2 separate regions of the Mus musculus genome follow, and region 1 is linked to region 2. The links are chromatin contacts, called in public promoter capture Hi-C maps. All regions are on one chromosome and are shown on one strand. Each heading gives the region's core, a stretch centred on a gene start, on an enhancer-like site or on the middle of the called end of the contact. The rest is flanking DNA. Distances are from core to core; before and after follow the strand shown. Region 1 has its middle 160 kb from the start of Gm24070. Region 2 holds the start of Max (Max protein).

Region 1 (2,804 bases), core at 135-2,634, 1.0 Mb before region 2:
GATAGTATTACTTCTACCTCCCAAGGGCAGATAAGAGGCATGAACCACCACAAATAGCATGACATTTTCTCTGATTAGATTCAAGCACATGTGAATAAAAACCTATTCCTTTATGTTAAGGCTTCAGGTGGATTCCAGAGGACCATCCTGGGCATGGGTGGATTTGTCCAGAAGGAGGTTCACTTGATGTCAATTGTCTTCAGACAATTTTTTTTTGCTGGTGTGAGACTTTCCTTGGGGCCTTGGGAGGAAAGGGTATGTTGTGGGCACTCCTGGCATCTCACAGCACCCAGCTTACATGCTATGTGCTTCTGGGATGAAGGTTCCCCTTGATGCAAACTTTTTGTCACCTGAAACTAGTGCTTTCGTTGGAAGGGGTTCAAGGAACTGATGTCCATCTCCCTGATGACCTTCATATGTTTTAAAATCACAGGGGGAGAACTGGGAAATACTGAAGTAAATCCATATGCTTATCCCTTCAGCATCATATTTGAGAGATACAGCAAGGGGAAGGCTCATTTTGTTTTTTTCTTCTATCAACATAAATTCTGCTCAAATATCTGGTTCAGTTTCCTTAGTAATTTATGCATTCTCAGCTCAGTGATTTTCTGCAGAACCAGCCTTTTATGAGAAACTAGAATTTTCCCGGGGAGAAAATTGCTTTCTCTGTCACTATACTCTATATTTAGTGCATAACCACCTGTGTGACACGACCTGAGATTTCACATCTAAGAGGAGGGAGATGTGCCTTGAAAGGACATCCTTCTGTGGTGGTTAAGGGCAAAAATTTGGGGGTCAGCCTGCCTAGGCTTGATCCCCACTTTTCCACTTACTAGTGACATGATCTTGGGAAAATTGCATAACCCATCTGTGCTTCAGATTTTTTTCATTATAAATTAATGATAATAATAGTATCTATATCATGAAAATTATATGAGGTAAGGAAGGGTTCAGTTTTAGTAACTGTTATTAAGATTTATTGTTTTCTCATTGAAGAGATCAATATGGCCTCCTACAGTTTTAACAGTGGATGCTAAGGTTATAATAATGTTTTACATCAGAATACCTATTTATTGCTTACAAGACTTTTCTCTGCATATTGTCCAGCAGATAAGGAAATTGAGAGCAAAGGCTGAGGCAAAGGGAAGCTGGGGATGTGGGTTTGAGCATGTGAGTTTAGTGCCCACAGAGGCCAGAAGAGGGTGTCAGATCCCTTGGAGCTAGGGTTATAAAGAAAAGGCTAGGTTGATTTCATGACAGGCTTCAAATTGGCAGTTCAGGAGACAAGGCCTAAATCTCTGTTTATAAGAACTGGGCAAGTCCAGGCAAAGTCCAGGCCTTAGAAGTTGCTCTGCAAGTTGCCTGAGGCAAGGACAATGAGTCAGCAGCAGTTTCCAGACTTCCTTAGCAACAGTTTCCAGCCCCCCAGTGCCTGGTAACTGTTCTGGAAAGTCCCTAGAGATGGAGCAGGATGAAGGTCACCTATCCGGGAATTCCACTAATGTGCTGTAAATGTGGCCTGGGAGCTCACTTGGTTATCTCTTTATCTTGGTAATTGGGAGACCCCAGCATGCTGGATTTCTGCAGCATAAAACACTCTTTGCTTTTACACACTATTTGAGTCCAGGGTATCTCTCACTCTTCGGAAAATCATGGTCCCTTAGAATAAGTATTTGTGAGCCTCCAGTTATGGTTGCCAGGAACCAAACCTGAGTTCTCTGCAAGTGCAGTACACACTCTGGAGCACCAAATCATCTTTCAGCACAAGATGGATTAGTTTTTAAGGAGAGCTGCTGAATACAGAGTTAAGTCTTCTCATCCCAAGTTTATGTCATTTCCTCGAGTGAGGATGTTATTCAGTTAGGTGTTGATAACTTCCCTCTTAAATGATCCTGCTACTGAAATCTCTCATTATATTAAGACAGTGCCACCAAAGAGCATCCACAACTGTCCCTGTCCCTTTCTGTTTATTGTTAGTAAGGTAGCAGTTGCTGCACTAACAAGCAAACATGAAAGTTTCAGTGACTCAACGCAAGTTAGGTCTGACCCAGAGCCTGTCAGTGTTCTCGACTGGGCAGCCACTCTGGGACATAGGCATCTTCCTCTCTTGGGGCCCTAACTTTCTTTCTTTCTTTCCAGGTTGAGTTGGTAAAAGGTCACTGTGGGGGTCACAGGGATATTTCTACCCATTTGTTTTTAGCCACACCAACTCAGAAGTAGCATATGTAACTTCCTCTTGCATTTCAATGGCTAATGTTAGTTGTGTAGTTCAGATAAGTGTGAGTAAGCCTGGGGTAGGGAGGCTCCAACTGGATTGTCACTTGTTGAGAACCCTCTAGAAGTCATGGATTTGTGTGGTGATCAGCTTATTGTTTCTGCCACACCCATCTGCCACTCTATCCAGTCACTGCCACTATGCCTTTATTTTGTCTCTAAAATGTCTTTCATACTCTGTTTCTATCCCCACAGCCATCACCATGGTCTAGGCCTTGCTGTCACATAGTAGTACATTATCACAGCTACTTAAGCGATTCCTCTGCTTCCATTCTTTGTACTTTTCCGTCTCTCTCACATGCCACAGCCAGATTAATCATCCAGAATTATTCTTTTAAAATGCTATATTTCAATGGCTCTATTCAACAACAATGGCTGGGTTCCTGTCTATGTAAAACACGGGGCTAGATATTGAAGAGGCTCCTACATAAACAGTGCTTGGTTCCTGAATTTAAGTTGCTTGTAGGTAGATGGAATTAACATAGTACTGTGAACTGGGGACTGAAGCAAACAGTAAGCACCTGGAGAGG
Region 2 (2,837 bases), core at 338-2,837:
TGCACTCTGCACATTGCACATTGCAGGTAGATATATAAGGAGGGTTTGCGGTGATCATCCATTGTCTCTACTTCTGGTATCCAGTTAACTCTTACTATCTTATCCAGGCAGTGGTGGCAAATGCCTTTAATCCCAGCACTTGGGAGGCAGAGATGAGGCCAGCCTGGTCTACAGAGTGAGTTCCAGGACAGCCAGGGCTACACAGAGAAACCCTGTCTCGAAAAACCAACCAACCAACCAAACAAACAAACAAAAAACCCTCTTACCATCTTTGTCTCCCTTACAGCCCTTGACTTCTATTACGAGTCAGTGTCTGCTTATGACTGTGTTCTCATCACTAGGCTTGGCCACACGGACATTTAAGGCCAGCCTGGGCTAGGTGTCAGAAAGATTGTATTACACCACCAAGTTTCTGCACTCAATAGTCAGGGGTTAAATGATTTTTTACTCAAAAAACATTAACTCATAAATCAAACTCAAGACCGCACTCATTTTGAAGATCAATTGTAAAGTGGTAGTCTGGTTAATTTCTCAGATGACCTTATTATTACTGTTTGTTTGTTTGTTTGTTTGTTTGTTGTTTCATTGAGGACCTGGTGCACACTGAAAATGGTGACAGGGTAGTCCGGTTTTTGCTTTCAAAGCTGTGAAGTCTTTGAGGGGACACATCATGCCATTCCTGGGCTGCCACATATTAGATACTTAGCTAAATGCGGGTGGGGACAATGTAGTTACACTTCATACCTCGTTGCATTATGTATGACCTTAACTGGACAGGGAGCTGCACAACTTTCCCGTTTTGATTCTTTTTGCAGTTAATTAAAGTTCTCTATAAACTGGGGCACTCCCTAATCTGCTCCGGCTACAACAAACAGAAGGTAGGTTTTACTTGCACCTACGAGAGGTTTTGTAAACACTCAAGCCCAGCAAGGACAGTTCTCTCGGACAAATGAAAGCAAGATTCTTGAGATGAAGGACACCCGGCGAAATCGGTCCTTTAGTTTGTCCCGTAATGTCTCTTAACACCTTAAACCCAGATAACAGAGGGCCCGCGTGGGCATCTCGACCGCGCCCCCTGGTCAGCCACAGCGTGATTCCTTCCCGGGAGGGTTACGCCCCAGGGCGCAAGTGGAGCGACTCAAGCATTAAACGAGACAATGTAAAAGCAGTCTAGCCAAGAAGAGACAGTGTTATTTTGGCAGCCAGTTTCTCTCCCCCCGCCCCCAAACCCCCGAGCCTCCACCCAATCCCTTGGGCCGGGCGCCCAGAGCTCGGAATTGTGGCCGGCTCCAGGAGCCCAGCTCCCTCCACGTGTCCTGTCTTCCCAGCAGCCTCTCCGCCGCCTGGGGAGGAAAATCTCCTGACAACTCGCGGTCTGTGGACTACATCTCCCGGGAGGCACCGCGCCACTTCTCGCTGCCAACACCCGGGGCGCAGGCGCCCTGAGCTCTGTCAACAAGCGAGTCTGGCGAAGCCTGTGTGCGGTTCCTGATGGGATTTGTAGTTTCTCTGGCTCTCTCTCACTCGCCCATCCGACGCTCGAGGACTACAAGTCTCAGCTACCCCGGCGCGGTGAGCCCGGTCACGTGTTAGGGGGCCGATCGGGCGTGCGTGCCGCCGTTGATCCGGTGCTGCAGTGAGGTGGTTGTCGCCCGTGTTGTGTGTGCGTGAGTGTGTGTGAGTGAGTGAGCGAGTGAGTGAGTGTGTGCGTGGGGGCACTCGGCTTGTTGTTGTCGGTGACTTCCCCCTTCCCTCCACCCCTCCCCTCCCCGGCCGCCGCTGCAGTGGCCGCTCCCTGGGCCGTAGGAAATGAGCGATAACGATGACATCGAGGTGGAGAGCGACGTGAGTCCTGGGGCTTCTTCCTTTCCGTTCGGGTTGTCAGGCGGGGACAGCGGCAAGGGTTCTCAGCCGGGCGACGGCGGGAGGGGGTCGGGTCGCCGCCGCCTCCGTCCTTTTCTCCCCCTCCCCCCGGGGCCGGGACCGCCTGCGTCGCGCTCCAGGCTCGCTCCCCTCCAGTCCTGTCCGGAGAGGCCTCCTGGGACTGAAGGTGGGAGCAGACACGCGGCCTCTGGGACCCCCACATTCTCCCGTGGAGGAGGGTGTCGAGGCCTCCCTCTCCGCTCTGCCCGGCTGGGGATCCCATTATCCTTCCGGATCCTGGGCAAGGAGACCAGCGCTCAGCTCTTGCTCTTTGGGTCCATGAGCTCCCTCCTCCTGTGACCGGTTGATCCTTGGGGTGAAGGGGCTGGGAGTGCTCTGACGCCCTAGAGGGATCGAGGGAGAGCAGGCAGTGTTCCGGATCCCTCTTGTCCGGTTCGGATCCCAGAAGGAGGGGCAGTGCCTGAAACCCCCCCCCCCCCCCCCCCCAACTAGGCTACGGGATCTCGCTGGAGAGAGTGGAAGGGGAAAGAGGGAGGGAGGGGTGTCAGACTGACTCCCCACCCGCTGCTTCCTCCGCCGCCGGCATTTTCTTTCTTATTATTGAATTCGAAGTGTGAAAATAACTTCTGTATTTTCTATTTTTCTCTCTCTCTTATTCCAGGAAGAGCAACCGAGGTTTCAATCTGCGGTACGTCTCCTACTCTCCATTTCATTTTCATTTCCGTTCAGTTTTGGTTCTTTTTGGAGTCAGAAAAAGAGATCGTTCTATTACTTTTAATACTCTTGTAAACTCCTCTTAACCGCTAAGGTGAGGTTGAGTCTGTTGGGGTTGGAGGAGGGGGGCGTTGCAAATCCACATGATTCTTGATATTCAGGTGGTAGATTCTAGTGAGTAGGTAGGTAGGTAGGCAGGCAAGTGAGGAGGCCTGTGCTGTGAACTGAGTTGTTCTGTA

Evidence for each region. Promoter capture Hi-C pulls out the DNA fragments that hold promoters and counts their contacts.
Region 1: a promoter capture Hi-C map of embryonic stem cells shows a contact between it and region 2, with 2.5 times the contacts expected there. The contact joins the enhancer-like site here to the promoter of Max in region 2. A contact is called at or near these places in 2 of 39 promoter capture datasets (embryonic stem cells and hippocampal neurons) and 8 of 115 datasets of contacts at active chromatin or transcription factors (embryonic forebrain, embryonic hindbrain, embryonic stem cells and 3 more).

The regions. Positions count from the first base shown.
Region 1 is chr12:77,968,776-77,971,579 of GRCm38.p6, reverse strand. No RefSeq gene overlaps it. Among named protein-coding and RNA genes, the nearest start is that of Gm24070, 160 kb to the right of the region's middle. Within about 2 kb of position 1,384, at least 41 of the 459 cell types and tissues checked have an H3K27ac peak or open chromatin away from gene starts, as enhancers often do. A contact at or near this core is called in embryonic stem cells, where this site is marked.
Region 2 is chr12:76,960,998-76,963,834 of GRCm38.p6, reverse strand. It overlaps Max (Max protein), which reads left to right and starts at 1,587. Exons shown (of 4, transcript NM_001146176.1): 1 at 1,587-1,845. The coding sequence starts at 1,810.